Linked DNA regions of Mus musculus: all the other regions are linked to region 1. The links are chromatin contacts, called in public HiChIP or PLAC-seq maps. All regions are on one chromosome and are shown on one strand. Each heading gives the region's core, a stretch centred on a gene start, on an enhancer-like site or on the middle of the called end of the contact. The rest is flanking DNA. Distances are from core to core; before and after follow the strand shown. Region 1 holds the start of Ptgfrn (prostaglandin F2 receptor negative regulator). Region 2 has its middle 50 kb from the start of Cd2. Region 3 overlaps Cd101 (CD101 antigen).

Evidence for each region. HiChIP or PLAC-seq counts read pairs in DNA pulled down with a chosen protein or histone mark.
Region 2: a contact with region 1 is called in a CTCF HiChIP or PLAC-seq map of CD8 T cells, with 6 read pairs. The contact joins the enhancer-like site here to the promoter of Ptgfrn in region 1. A contact is called at or near these places in 3 of 39 promoter capture datasets (cranial neural crest, embryonic stem cells and frontonasal cranial neural crest), 1 of 15 datasets of contacts at CTCF or cohesin (CD8 T cells), 11 of 484 Hi-C or Micro-C datasets (CD4 T cells, CD8 T cells, embryonic stem cells and 1 more), 7 of 115 datasets of contacts at active chromatin or transcription factors (CD8 T cells, the SCID.adh cell line, embryonic stem cells and 1 more) and 2 of 9 other capture datasets (adipose tissue and embryonic stem cells).
Region 3: a BATF HiChIP or PLAC-seq map of CD8 T cells shows a contact between it and region 1, with 12 read pairs. The contact joins the enhancer-like site here to the promoter of Ptgfrn in region 1. A contact is called at or near these places in 3 of 39 promoter capture datasets (the 3T3-L1 cell line, embryonic stem cells and neural stem cells), 1 of 15 datasets of contacts at CTCF or cohesin (CD8 T cells), 12 of 484 Hi-C or Micro-C datasets (CD4 T cells, CD8 T cells, the N1E-115 cell line and 6 more), 9 of 115 datasets of contacts at active chromatin or transcription factors (CD8 T cells, the SCID.adh cell line, Th17 cells and 4 more) and 2 of 9 other capture datasets (adipose tissue and liver).

The regions. Positions count from the first base shown.
Region 1 is chr3:101,107,904-101,112,577 of GRCm38.p6, reverse strand. Ptgfrn (prostaglandin F2 receptor negative regulator) reads left to right here and starts at 2,412. Exons shown (of 9, transcript NM_011197.3): 1 at 2,412-2,486. The coding sequence starts at 2,438. It overlaps Gm52612, which reads right to left and starts at 3,612. Exons shown (of 1, transcript XM_030252967.1): 1 at 838-3,612. The coding sequence starts at 2,668. The coding sequence ends at 2,027.
Region 2 is chr3:101,235,579-101,240,252 of GRCm38.p6, reverse strand. No RefSeq gene overlaps it. Among named protein-coding and RNA genes, the nearest start is that of Cd2, 50 kb to the left of the region's middle. Within about 2 kb of position 2,667, at least 50 of the 459 cell types and tissues checked have an H3K27ac peak or open chromatin away from gene starts, as enhancers often do. A contact at or near this core is called in CD8 T cells, the SCID.adh cell line and regulatory T cells, where this site is marked.
Region 3 is chr3:101,009,206-101,013,879 of GRCm38.p6, reverse strand. It overlaps Cd101 (CD101 antigen), which reads left to right. Exons shown (of 9, transcript NM_001167906.2): 5 at 515-892; 6 at 1,690-2,094. Among named protein-coding and RNA genes, the nearest start is that of Cd101, 18 kb to the left of the region's middle. Within about 2 kb of position 2,464, at least 155 of the 459 cell types and tissues checked have an H3K27ac peak or open chromatin away from gene starts, as enhancers often do. A contact at or near this core is called in CD8 T cells, the SCID.adh cell line, Th1 cells and 6 more, where this site is marked.

The sequences.
Region 1 (4,674 bases), core at 1,163-3,662:
TTATAAAATGTCCCATTAGTTTAATAATACTTGGGTGCTGAGATGGGAGGAGAGAATGATTCCCCTCCCCCTTCCATCATGTTATGTGTACACTTACTGTAAGTCCCTCCATGTAGGTTCCATCTAGTGAGTTCCTGGACTGCCTGACTTACTATACAGTTAAGCTTTGGGGAAGGCAGTGAAAAACGTCTCCAGTACTGACTGCTTCCTGGGTGGGTCGTGACTGGACTTTGCACTTGCTGCCACACCCACTAAATTACCCTGTAGGCTATGGGCACTGGCAGCAACTGACTCACCAGGGCTGCAGTTCCAGGGTCTAGCTCAGAGTCTCTTCTCTGACTGCATGTGGAAGGCTTTCCAAGGTCCAGATTTTTGTCTGTTAAACAAAGGGCACAGAACTCCTCTCCAGTGAGGAGGGGATGCAAGTTGACAATGTGTCCGCCTCTTAGATCCTCCAGTTATTAGGCAGAGGTGGAAGCAGTATACATAGTGTGCTGAGCTGACTGTGATCAAGTGCCAAAATGTGCAGGCCAGACGTTAAGCATTCTGGGTGGTCAGAACCCGGAAAGATTGATGAGCTGAAGGCTGAGCTGCTGGAAGAGCCAGGCCTTACGTTTTCCCGTAGTTCCAGCATATTTCAAAACTTAACATGAGGCTCATATTCAGGCTTGATAGAATGGAAAGAAACAAAAGAAAATTGACCTTCCTACAGAAATTCTGGGAAAAAGAACAACAGGAACATGGATAGGGGTGGGGGAAACTCTGGGAAAGGCTTGGTGGCAAGACAGAAATTAAAAGAAAAAAAATATTGAGGGGGAAATATACTCAACACCAAAGTTACCATACCATTTTATCTCTGTTTAATTGTTACCACTTTGTGACAGTAAGTAAACCTCCATTGTTGAACCACCAGGAATTTGTTTATTTTGGTCTTTTGAAACAGGGTCTCCTGTAGCCCAAGCCGGCCTTGATCTCTGTTTGAAGCCAGGGACGGATGACCTTGAGCCCATCCTGCCTCTACCTACAGAGTGCAGTGGAGGTCACCACGCCTGGCTGGGAATACAATTTTAGGAGTCTCTTTCGGAAGGGTTCACACCTGGCCAGTCAGTCGCATGTCAGTTGGCAGAAACGAGAAACGCTTGTGGAAATCAGAACAAGCTTAATGTTCTGCACCAGAGAAGGCAGTTTCCCCAGGAACATCTGTGATTTGTTTTACATATATTAATGAAAGGCCCGGGCGACGGAGGGGGTCACTGGATACCAGTGAGCCTTTCTGAATGTCTGATTCATCCTTGGGACGTTTTAAACAAGGAACGCTGATTTTCCCCCCAGAGCTGTGGAGTCTTTTGTATTCAAATCCAAAGCACAAAACTCTATTGTGGGAGGAAAAAGAGTCTTTAATGGAAACCCAGTTGTGTCCACTTAAAGCAATGAATATAGTCTCAGGCGGCAGACATACCATTTGAAGCACTACGGCTAATAATAGATGGTGTGGGTTTTCTTTTCTTTTCTTTTCTTTTTTTTCTTTTCTTTTATGGGTACCTTAGTTGGAAGTTGTTCTAATTAGTACCACAGGGACCCTGGAGAGGAGGGAGGTGGGCCAGGAAGGAGGCAGGCCCACCCAACTACAGGGTGGTGGGTTAGAGAGCCTTGTTGAATTTGATGCTTGGCTGAGAGTCCCTTGCCAACTCTCCCAAGCACATCAGGCCTCTGGACCATGAGGGGGTGGGAATTCACTGCCTTTGAAGCTCTTTCATTCCTATCTGTGTAATTATTTTTAGCAAGGGCTAAGCAGGTGGCTGGTGGCATGCTTAGCTGGAGACCAGAGGGTGTACGTGTGGGTTGCTGGCTGCGAGACACTCGTGGGGATTCCACCGCGAAGGAATGCCGGGCGTCCCGGGATAGGGCCCAAAAGATGAGGTTTCCAGACAAGTCTTCCAGGCCAACTTTTAAAGGTCGGAGGAAAGTTTTTCGAGGGCTGGGGGCCCGAGGGGAAGGCTGAGTGGGCTCGGGCGTCTCCTCCCCTTTAAGCGGGTGGCCCCAGCGCCTCCTCCGTTACCTGGAGCGGGGAGGGGCTTGGGAAAGTTTGTGTTTGTTGCTGGCAAAGCGCCGGGTGGGAGGCGCGGGCGGGCGGACGCCACGGCTCTTCCCTTTTGCTTTCGGGAGGCGGTCCGGGTTGCTGCGCCCTGGGATCGGCGAGGCCGGCTCCGGGGCCCGGCGGCTGGCGGAGGGCGGGAGAGGAGGAGGAGGAGGGCCGCGACGAGCCAGGTGCGCACGTCCGCGCCGGCGCTGGGCTCGCTCGGCCAGCGGGGAGAGCGGAGCAGGCGCGCGGCCCGGCGGAGCAGCCGACTCTGGAGCAGCCGGAGCTGGAGGAGGAGGAGGAGGAGCGGCGGCGGGGAAGGAGGAGGAGGCGGAGAGTCGCTCCCGCCGGCCGAGCATGGGGCGCCCGGCGCCGAGGCCGCTGCTGCTGGCGCTCCTGTCGCTGGGTGAGTGCGCGTGGGGCGCGGCGGGGCGCGGTGGGGCGCTGGGTCCCGGGGGGGCGCGGCTGCCGCTCGGGGCCTGGGGCACCCGGGGCGCCCGGGGCGGCTCCCGGGAGACCGGGATCCGGAGCGCCGGGCCGCCGGCCGGGCGGGGAGCGATGTGGGGCCGATCTGAGCCCGGTGCACATCCTCCTGGGCCCGCGCTCCCAGTAGCCGGAGCCGCCCGGCCTGACCGAGCCGGGTCCTCACGTGTGCCGGGGGAGTGGCTCGTGGCCGGTTCTCCCACAGCGCTCTCTACCTGTTGGCCACCGTGAGCCGGGCTCACCTTGAACTCCCGGCCCCGGAAGGTGCGGGCGGCCCCGGCCCGCGTACCCGGCTGGGCGGAAATGTGAGCCTTTGCTGTGTCCCGCCATAGCCGAGGCCGGTCGGGATCGCTCTTCATTCGCTAGCCCATGCTGAGTTGCTTTTCCAGGGAAGCAAGAGAATCCAACTTCCTTCCACGAAGGTCACTGGGTAGCCCAGCGTTACTGTGACAGTCTTGTACCATCCCTGCCATCTAGCCAAATCTGCCTCAGTGTTGCCTTCCAGCGTCTCCTGAAGCTAGCTAGGCTCGGATTTATACACAAAGACCCGAGAGCCCAGCTTTTCCAACTTTTCTACCTGTTACTTCCCTCGTTACTGCCCCCTTCTCCTTTACCCTCTGGAAACCCTTGGTGTCTCTCAGTGGTTTGGCCCAGTATCCCCTCACCCACCTAAGGAATCTTTCCTGGGCTCCCCCCCCCTCCATTTTCCATTCACTCCTTACACAGACACCATCTTCACATAGATACACAGGGTGATCTTAACCAGCCACTTGATGTATTTATTTAATGCCTGCCTTGGTTCAGGAAGGCAGATCCCCAAGTGTGGTTATATGCGTGGTTCCCTGTGACCAGTGGCATCTAGGACAAGCAGAATTCCAGACCCAGCCCTGGGTTCCCTTCCAAGCCCCTGCAGACGATGTATCTCAAGCTTTCCCAGAGCACGTGGTGTGTGTTGCCTATCCCAGCCTGGCCTCAGCTGCACAGGGGCTAAATGACTGCACTTCTGATGGTGTGAGGATCCCCGTGGGGACCTCCTGCCACCACTCCCCTTCTGCTGGCATTAGGACTTTACTGTCCCAGCTCCCCATGAGTCCTGGCTGCCTGTGAACTAGCCTTTCTGGCTGCTACTGTGATACTTCACCTCCGAGGGGTTTTCTGGAAATGACTCCCTCTAAGAACTCCCCTAGACATAATTCTCCAGCCACAACCCATGTACAGAAAACATCCAATAGTCTTCTGTGGTTTCTGATCTGCCAGGCATCAGTCTTTGCAAGTTGTGTATTTGTTGCATATTGCTGGGGACAGTCGCCACCATTTAATTGGCTTATACGTCTGGGTCAGGCAGGGCCATGGCCTATGGTTGCACAGATTCCTGGGGCACCACTCCCATCTGCTACTCACTTTGTGGTTTATGTGACTGACTCTCCCTAGAGTGGTCAGTGTGTAGTCTGTGGATGTACCAGTTGAGAGGGTAGCGTGAGGTAGAAGTTTAAAAAGGATGCCCTTGGGGGCCTAGGGTTGTAGCTCTGTGCTTGTTTATCTTTGCCAGGTTTTGGATTCCATCCCTCAGACCAAGTGAATAAACAAACCACAGCCAGCAGCCCAGGGTCGGGAAAGCACAGCTTGGGGAATGAATCATGGTGGTATACCCGTGCATCCAACCTTGATGAGACTTAAAGACTTTTGGATGTGACTGTGACTGCCCTGTGCAGATTCACCTAGCAATTCTCTGAACCATTGATGTGCCATCTACAAACTCTGCCCCTGGGTACCTCACTAGGTGCAGCTTCAGCCTGACCTCTGAAGCAGCTTCCCAGTGTAGCATCATTTTCCACATCCATTGAGCCTGGAAGTGGAGTGTGTTGATAGGCAAGATGGTCTTCCCTTGGGTCTTGCTGCCGGAATGGAATCGTGAAGTCACTGCTACTTGTATGGTAACCCCTCTGTGGGCTTCGCCTGAACCCCAGCCCTTTGTTTTGTAGCTTTCCCAAGCACAAGTTCAGACTGTGTCCATCCTTCTGAGCGAGCCCCACACCCCACTCCCCCATACTGTGTTTCCCCTGTTGTAGCCAAGGCCTTGGAGGCTCCTCACGAAGACAACTTCTGACTCC
Region 2 (4,674 bases), core at 1,418-3,917, 130 kb before region 1:
AGTTGGAATGTCATTTGAGATTCCTCGGGAACATCCACTTGTTCTGATTCAGGCCTCTACTGTCAACTTCCTCTCTTAATCTTGTGAGTAAAATGAGATAATGCTACTCATTGTCTTACTCCAAGTTCTCCTGAGAACCTGACAAGAGATTGGTACCTTCTCCTCAGAAAGTCCATGGTGTTACGGATAAGAAAAGTGTGTGTAGGAGAATCCCAGGGCTGGAAGGCTGGAATGGGTAGATGGGTTGGGGAGCACCTTCATAGAGGCAGGGGAAGGGAGGATGGGATAGGGGGTTTCTGGAGGAGAGACATGGAAAGGAATAGCATTGGAAATGTTAATAAAATATCCAATGAAAGGAAAATAAAAAATTTTTTAAAAAGTGTGTGTGTGTGTGTGATACCTGAATTGTGGTGAATAAGACAGCACACAGCTCAGGGAGGATGACCATCCAGGGAGGACTACCACTCAGGGAGGACCACCACCCTGGGAGAATCTCCACCATTGCTGCCTGCAAGTGTCACAAGACAAACCCTGCCTCTGTGTATCATGTGGGAAGGACAAAGGAAGAGAAGCTTGCTTGGCTCTCCTGCTCTGTAGCCAAGATTCCTCTCTAGTCCTTATTCCCCTGCTCTTGGTAGCCTCACTAGATACCCGGTGACTGTTGAGCGAGCCAACTTCTATGTTCTCTGGTGTGCCGTTTTCTTTAATTTCTACAAGTGCCTATGTGGCTCAGCACAAATAAGGCTTGGTTTATGAGCTGTAAGAACCATGCTGGCCCAGAGCCTTCACCCAATCTTCACACAGCTCAGAAATCTTGGCAATAACCACAGCTTCTGGGGGTGGGGCTGGCAGAGTCAAGAGTCAAGCAATTGGTTGGTTCCCTCGAGGGGCAGTCAGGAGACTCAAAAGGGTATATAAGGTTTGAGCACATAGAACCTTAAAATAGTTTCTTTCCCCATAAAGTTCACTGATGCCTAGAGATTGTCTTTACCTTCTTTGAACTCAACTCTGACCTGTGAGAGACCTAAGTCAGTCATGACTTTAAAATCAGATAGGGGGAGATGCTGCCATGGCAGAAGGAACCCCGACATCTTAAGGCTCAGCACAGCAGCTGATTGCCTCACTCCTGAACAATCCACCGAGGTCCCCAATGACTCTCCAGGGCACATGTGTCACCGAGGAGCTGCCTCCAGGATCTACTCTGGTAGGGGCTCTCTCTGCTCTTGTGAGCTCTGCAGTGATGGAGGCAGAGGAGCAGGGTCAGGAGTCTGTACCACTTCCTCTCAGAGGCCGTTCACAGCGCTTTGGTTCACAGCACTGCTAGTCATGTGACTCCGCCTAACTTCAAAAGTGGGAAAGTTTGTCCCCAGCATATCTGGAAGGGCAGGGGAACCCTGCCAACGGAAACAATGACTCTAAGAATTTTGCTTTATGGAGTGGTTACACTGAGGTCATTTTAAGACTGTTACACCCCCTCCTTGCTCTCCTAATATTCATATTTGACACATATCTCGGTGTGCAGGCTAGCTAACAACCTCAGGAAGATTTAAATTAATTTTCATGATAGTCTCATCATTTCTGGAAATTTCCCATTGAGAAGCCCAGCATTTGATCTTCCACGGGAAAAGTCGTAATAGGAGAGGTGAGGCCCTCTACCATGAACAAAGTAGAGATGATTGGCAGGAGGCAAGAAGGCAGTTCAATTCAATATGACCTAGTAGCTGGTGTTGGTTCAAACTTCCTGTCTTTCTCGGAGTGCTTTATTGTATACATATCTAAGCACAGTGCAGCACAATTTGGTGAAACTTTTCCTGGTGATAAATAACTCAATCCTGGGGCTGGTGAGATGGCTCAGTGGGTAAGAGCACCCGACTGCTCTTCCGAAGGTCCAGAGTTCAAATCCCAGCAACCACATGGTGGCTCACAACCATCCGTAAGGAGATCTGACTCCCTCTTCTGGAGTGTCTGAAGACAGCTACAATGTACTTACATATAATAAATAAATAAATCTTTAAAAAAAAATAACTCAATCCTGTGTGCACAATAAAGTTTAAGACATGACCACATCAAAACTCATTGTAAAATACATGTGACATCTTCTATAAAGCTAGGTTCTATAGACCGACAGTGTGTGGTGTTCCCCATGAAAATAGATTCTATAGATTGACAAGCTCCCTGTAAGGGTCTGGGGAAGTATCCACTATGGCCTGGTGACACAGATAGTACAAAGTCACCAAGCTATTAACCATATCCTCTCCCAGCCTCCTAGATAGAAAACAGGTTAGGTTACACATAGCTCCCTATGAAGAGACAGGCCTGTGGGTTTGACATTTCTGGTTTCCCTAGGGCTTGTCTGTGAACACAACGACCTCTGTGCCTCCTACAGCGATGGTGGAAAACGTGTTTCTGGAACAAAAAAAAAGGAGGGAGCCTTAAAATTACACATACGCACAGACTTACACCTATGCACACATACATCCTCACACACAGTTCTAGGAAGATCTACTAAAATCTTCCTTGTCAAAATAAGAGTACACTTTTACCATGCCTGGCTCCCCCTCCCCTGGGACCCCCATCAGGACCTCCAGTCTGTGCTTCCTCATCGTGTTCCAATGCAGGCTCCTCAGCTCCCCCTGGACCCGTTAATCATTCACCGACAGGCTCCTTGCCACCCCATCTGATCCATCGCCCGTGCTGAGGCCACAGGTCTGATTTACATTCAGCCTATGGTTTTAAATATCAGACACTGTCTCTCGTATTTTCTCATTATTTCCTACGTAGGCTTTGTCTCGCTGCCAGGCCTGAGCACTTCTGGGAATGAGCAGCATTTCGTAGATGACTGCATAGTCTCTCCCACCCTTGTTTCCTCCCTCCGCCAGCACCTGGTCCTGAACACTGTGTGCTCACAGTGCACTCAATAACTGCTTGTTGAATTGAATTTTCTAAACCATACTAATTACTCATTCAGCTCGGGTGTCTGTGTCTATGTGGAATGATGGATTTCCAGACGCCAGGACTGAGGGTCAATTCAAACCTCTTGAGGGCCTATTGGGCCCACAGTTGTGGATCACCTTCCCTGTTCCATGCTGGTAAATGCAGGGCTCGGGACTGCGCTGCCCATGGTTTCTAAGCAGCTGCCCTGCATTTTACGCCTTCCCTAGAATGAATCTTAGTGGTAGGCAGGAGAATAAGCCCACCCCCCTCAATTCTGTCAACAAAAGGGCCAATGAATGTCAAGTTAATGACCCATTGACAGTCCACAGCATCCTGTTCCTGACTTCTAGGAGGAAGTAAACCCCAAGATTTCTGAGAACACTCTAACCAATCTCTCCACTCAGCATTTCTTTTGGACGTTTGTGTGATGACAGTGTCTCCATTATTACAAGCCTGGGACGCTGGACATTTGGACTGCGATATTTAAATACTGTCCTGTTTCCTTTCGAGTTCTAAGTGCAGAGGGTGACTGCATGCAATACAGTCACCAGCCTCACCTTTCGCCTGTCCCTGCATACTGGGACTGGGCAGATACAAGTGGGAAAGACTGATTTTGTAACAGAAGAGGACACTTCCAATGGCTGAACAAAATGTTGCTATCCCAATTGCAGAAGTCGACAGAATGCCAGGGCTGTAAGTATGCAATGTTGCAGGCTGGCTTGGATTTCAACGGTGGACTTGGAGACAGGATGTTTGTATGAATGACCCAAGGAGGCAAGCACGCACGGAGGGAGATGTCCTTCATCCGCGGAGAATGAGGATCGCCTCGCTGTTCCACAGCCCTGCAAGCTCGCATTCTTGTTGATGTTTTAACAGCTTTGAGGCTTCACTGTAGCAGTGCAGCGAAGGTGCTCTTCGGGATTAGCAGCCACAGATGGGGTGAGAGATGAAACGGAAACGCAGGTGGAAGCAGTAAGAAAAACAAACTAGATGGCTTTGAAACCCGGGTGCTCTTCCAGCAGACAAGACCGTGGTTACCCAAAACTGTAAAAGGACATAGCTTTAAATATTTTAATATTACAAGTCACCACACAATTGAAATACATAGTCTTTCTAAGAGTGTAGGCTCATTATCAGAACAGTCCACCACTAGTCTACAGAGAAAACTGATTGAGAAATGACAGGTTAGTAGATTTTGTTAATAACTGGACTTTGAAAGAAGAGACACACTGCTATCCCTGTTTTGAGCTTCTAGAACAAATGACGAGAGAATGTTGTTTGATTCAAGATAAGCTATAGGCTGGCAAAATGGCCAGCAGCTTAGCATGCCTGCTGCCAAGCTTAACGACCTAAGTTTAATCCCGGGGACCCAGGTGGCAGAAGGAAAGAACTGACACCTCCTGGCACACATGTGTGTCACACACACACACACACACACACACATGCCACACACACACATGCCAGAATAAATAAATGTAATAAAATATTTAAATAAAACACTGAAAGATAAAGAGCTTACTATTTTTATTTTTAAAAGACTATTTTTATTTTTAATTATGAGTATGTGTGGATATGTGAATGTGAATGCAGGCGTCCTCAGAGATCAGAAGAGTTTGGGGTCCCTTGGAACTGGAGTTTAGCGTTGCTGTAAACCTCCCCAAGTCTGCTTCCATACCCTGAACGTGGGTGCTGGGAACCTAACTCAGGTCCTCTGTAGGAGGACTGCCTAAGTGCTGAGCA
Region 3 (4,674 bases), core at 1,215-3,714, 99 kb after region 1:
GTTCATTTACTCTCCCTAATGAATAAAAAAAAAAAAAAAACCTATCAGGTATTTGCCCAACTAGACCTTCTTCAGTATGGGTCGGCTGAACAAAACCACAAGAAAAGGAAGTATATATTATGAATCATGTACGTGTTTGTGGGCTCTCCTGGTCTCCTGTCTGCTGTCTTGTTTCCACTATGTAATAATTACCTTAGAGAAGTTTTATTTTATTTATGCACACAGAGACACCCACATATACCCTTGCACACTATCTACCTATCCCGCTATCCATTTATCTTTCCATCCATCCATCCATCCATCCATCCATCCATCCATCCAACCATCCATCTATCCATCTATCCATCTATCCATCCATGATGGTTTGGAAGATCTTTGTTCTGGGCATGGTATGGAAGAATCAACCAACTCTGATCAAACAAGTAAAGTACTTTATAGTTAAAATTCATCATCATATTTTAGAAATTTTTTTATTTACTTAAAACATTTTTCTTCCATAACCTGTCATCTGCAGCAAGAAGTGTGACCGTGTCTGCCGAGCAGCGTACTGTGTGGGAAGGAGAGACGCTTACCCTTCTCTGCAAGGCAGCTGGGGATGTGAGTGCTCTATCTGTGAGTTGGTGGCTCACCCCACAGGACCAGTCCACACCCGTGTTTGTGGCTGGCATGGGGCAAGATGGTACTGTGCAGCTGGGAGTCTCTTCTCCGGGCCCTGCGCACCGTGGTAACAGGAGGCTGGAGAAAGTGGACTGGGCCACCTTTCGGCTGGAGATTGCCTCTGCCATGGTCACAGACAGCGGTACCTATGAATGCAGGGTGTCAGAGAGACTCCAGAACCAGGCCAAAGGTTTGCAGTCAACCCAGAAGATTTCAGTCACTGTAAAATCTCTGAGTAAGTCACTGGGAAAAGTCCTTTTCTGAGTGTATGACAGTCACCTTATTCTGTACTGAAGTTTGGATGGTATCATTCAGAACTCCTGCCAGAGGTGCACGTACCCCGAGTGCCCTGGGTACGTGTGCTGTGAGTGCCAGCGGTATGTGCACCCCAAGTGCCAGCCAGCGGCATGTGTACCGTGAGACATGCAGAGCAGAATATGCAAATCAGGCCTGACAGCAACCTCTCGAGTTTATTCATCTTTATAAAGATCATTCTAGAGTGCAGCTTGTACATTGTTCAAAGTTGAAAACAAACCCCTGTGATTCCTGGTTGACTAGCAGATGAGTGGAGCCAAGCTTGCCCCGTCCCAGCAGCAGCCCAGGTATCATGGAGTTTTCTCTAGCATGGGCAAGAGAGTGACATTGAGCCCGGGGGACAGGGGGTGGGCCAGAGGGAGGAAGGAGGCCAGACCGTGCTGTGAGTGTTCTACTTGCTGAGTGGGGAGAGGAAAGAGGCCAGACCCTGGCTGCGCGTGGTGTCCCTGCTCTGTGCAGCTGTCTAAGTGGCGCACTGGAGAAACACTGCCTGTTTGTTGTGGCTGCTGAGAACAGTCGTAGGCGAGGGGGGAGACTTGGAGAGCCGAGGTTGAAATTCAGGACAGACTGTACTGTGGACCAACCTCTACCCCCAAATTCATGTCACTCCAGGAACACAAGTGTGTGGCCCTGTGTAAAGGGGGCATTGAGAAAACTTGGAAGTCCCCGAGCTTGGACCTGGTAAACAGGAAGTGTGTCTCACATTCTCCCCCACAGAGTCAAGTTTACGAGTTAATCTGATGAGCCGTCAGCCACAAGTGATGCTAGCCCATACCTTCCACCTGTCCTGTGTAGTGAGGGCCAACTACTCGGATCTCAAGCTGCCGTTCTCGGTAACGTGGCAGTTCCAGCCAGCGGGCTCTGGAGCCTTTCATCGGCTTATTCGAATTGCCCACAATGGCACCGTTGAATGGGGGGACGTCCTCTCCCAGATCCACAGGAAGACGAAGGTGTCACAGTCTTTCTTTCGTTCTCAACTCCAAATCTACGATGCAGCTATGGAGGAGACAGGGGTGTATCGGTGTACAGTGGAGGTTTATGACAGAGATTCCATATGCACAAGTGGCCCAGCCAGAGTATCTGCCACCTCTAACCTATTAATGATTACTGTCACCTTTCCAGGTAAGTGATACTTGACATTGAGCCTTTTTTAAAAAAGAAAAGAATATCCTTTTTTTTTTGGCCAGGTTTAGTGCATACCTATAATCCCAGTATTCAGGAGGCCAAAATAGGAGAATTGAGAATTTGAGGTCAGCCTAGGCTGAAATAGTGAGCCCCTGTCTCAAATAACAACGGAGCTCCTCCCACTTTGTGTAAACTATAGAAACAGACATAATGTATCCATTCACCACGTTTGTCCTGGTAAAGTGAGCATGATTTAATGGCATCAACATGAAGTTAGTATACGTGGAATGGCCACATTGGTTGCTAAAACAATGAAATACTTCCTTAGCAGCTAATAACCACTGCTCTTTGACCTTTCCACACCTGCCACGAGTTCTCATTGCCAGCAGCCTCATGATACTGTGTGGCACAGCTGAGCCTCAAGAACCTCCTACAGGGCAGATGATATTTTAAGTCAGTCACTGCTGGTACTCCAGCGTGGTTTTCGTATTTGGAAGTGGTGGGGAATCATGCAAATTCTATTAGAATACTGTCTTAGGGTTTTATTGCTGTGAAGAGACACCATGACCATGGCAACTCTTATAAAGGAAAACATTTAATTTGGGCCTGTCTTATAGTTTCAGAGGTTCAATCCATTATCATCATGGCTGGAAGCATGACAGCATCCAGGCAAATGTAGTGCTGGAGAAGGAGCTAACAGTTCTACATCTTGATCCACAGGCAGCAGGAAGAGACTGTGTGCCACACTGTGGATAGCTTGGGCAATAGAAAACCTCCCAACCTCAGTGACACACTTCCTCCAACAAGGCCACACCTCCTAATAGTGCCACACTCCCTATGGCCAAGTATTCAAACACATGAGTTTATAGGGGGCATAACCATTCAAACCACAACAAATATGCTTAGCTGCCTCTTTTAATATATTAACATGTAAGAGAGACTTTGTGGTTCCAAGTCCAATTCAGTCTTAATGCAATAGCAGAACACAGAGGCTGAAAGTGAAACCCTCCCTAGCCTGAGGTTCTGCCACGCCTTGTGCTTCCTCTTTCCTGATTTGCTGTGAGGGACTTTGAGATGGCTCAGATGTGATAAGCTCCAGGTTTGGGCAAGTCACTTAATCTATCCCTACCGTAGTCAACACCTCGATAAATCTCTGACGTAACATTGAACTGGGGTGTGTCTATTGTGCCCCCAAAGCAAATAGTCTTGCATGGCAGCCACCACCTGCTCTGTGCTGCTGAGCAATGTTTTTGTTAATAGTCGTGATCTTGCTCATGAATTCATGCCTTGACTTACTCGCTCTTCCCATGATGTCTGAGATTGCTTCCACGAGCCTTGCTTGCTCTCGGCTCCACGCCATGAGGTTTCCTTCCTAACACCAAGAATTCCTTCTCCTCCTCCTCCTCCTCCTCTTCCTCCTCCTCCTCCTCCTCTGAGTCGCTATATTAATTCTTTTGTTTGTTTTTGTTTTTGTTTTTGTTTTTGACGGTGTACAGTCTAGCCTGAAGTTCTCAGTCCTTCTGCCCCAACCCACTAAGTGCTCTGGTTACAGGTGTATGCTCCAATGCTTGGCTTGGCTTTTCTTTCTAAACTAGTCTTGTTAGGTGACCAGGAATGACCCTGAACTTCTGAACCTCCTCCTTGGTACTCATGCACTCGTCCCATTGAGCCCAGGTGGTTTTGTTTGTTTGTTTGTTTTGTTTTTTAAAGCAACTGTTCTTAGATATGTCCTCTGAGTCTCCACGTTTTTCTAGGGGAAACAATTCTTCCCGTGGATACAATCTACTTGTTGACAACCTCTGTGTTCATTACCCAGAATGGTTTGTCTTCTGGTCTTGGAATTTACATCTAACTGCTTCCAAGGCATGCCTATATTCAGTGTCATAGCGTAGGTCGTTATCATTGTCCCTTCCATATTGTTCATGATGTGGTGGTCCTCCCCACGTCCCAGCACCACAGATTAGAAACCTTGTCCTCCGCATGTCCAAACTCCCATGACAGGCATAAAAGATCTTTTATACTCACTTGTCTCTTCATCGCCTCCTACTTTCCATCCTAGATCTGACTTCCAACCAAACTCAACTGCCTGGATTCGATAATCCCCACTTCCTTTTATGTGGAAATCCTTTGCTCTCTATTCATCAGAATGACTGCTATTGATCTTCAAGGCTCAGTTCAGAGACGTCTCCCCTCACTCCTGACCTTGGGTTAGATAAATCTGCTGGGGGATCCTAACATTTGTTCCATTACTGCATATCTCTGTCCTATATTGGTGACCAATTCCAGGAAGTCTTTGTTCCTATCCTATAACTTCCTCTAAACCGTGGTTCACTGACAGGAGCTATATACAAAATACCTAGAATAGTCTGGTATGTGATACACAATGTGATTAATAAATGTTTGTTGAAGGGGGAATTCAGGGACCTACTGGTAACATCAAGAAAAGTAGAGTTATCAACAAGAGATGGCAAAGAGGTTTGTGACATTTATTGTTCATCTTAGGACAAAGGAGAGGCCACTGGTGTTAAGGGATAGCAGACCCAAGTCCATGTGGTAGTTTCAAATGGACTGGCTGCA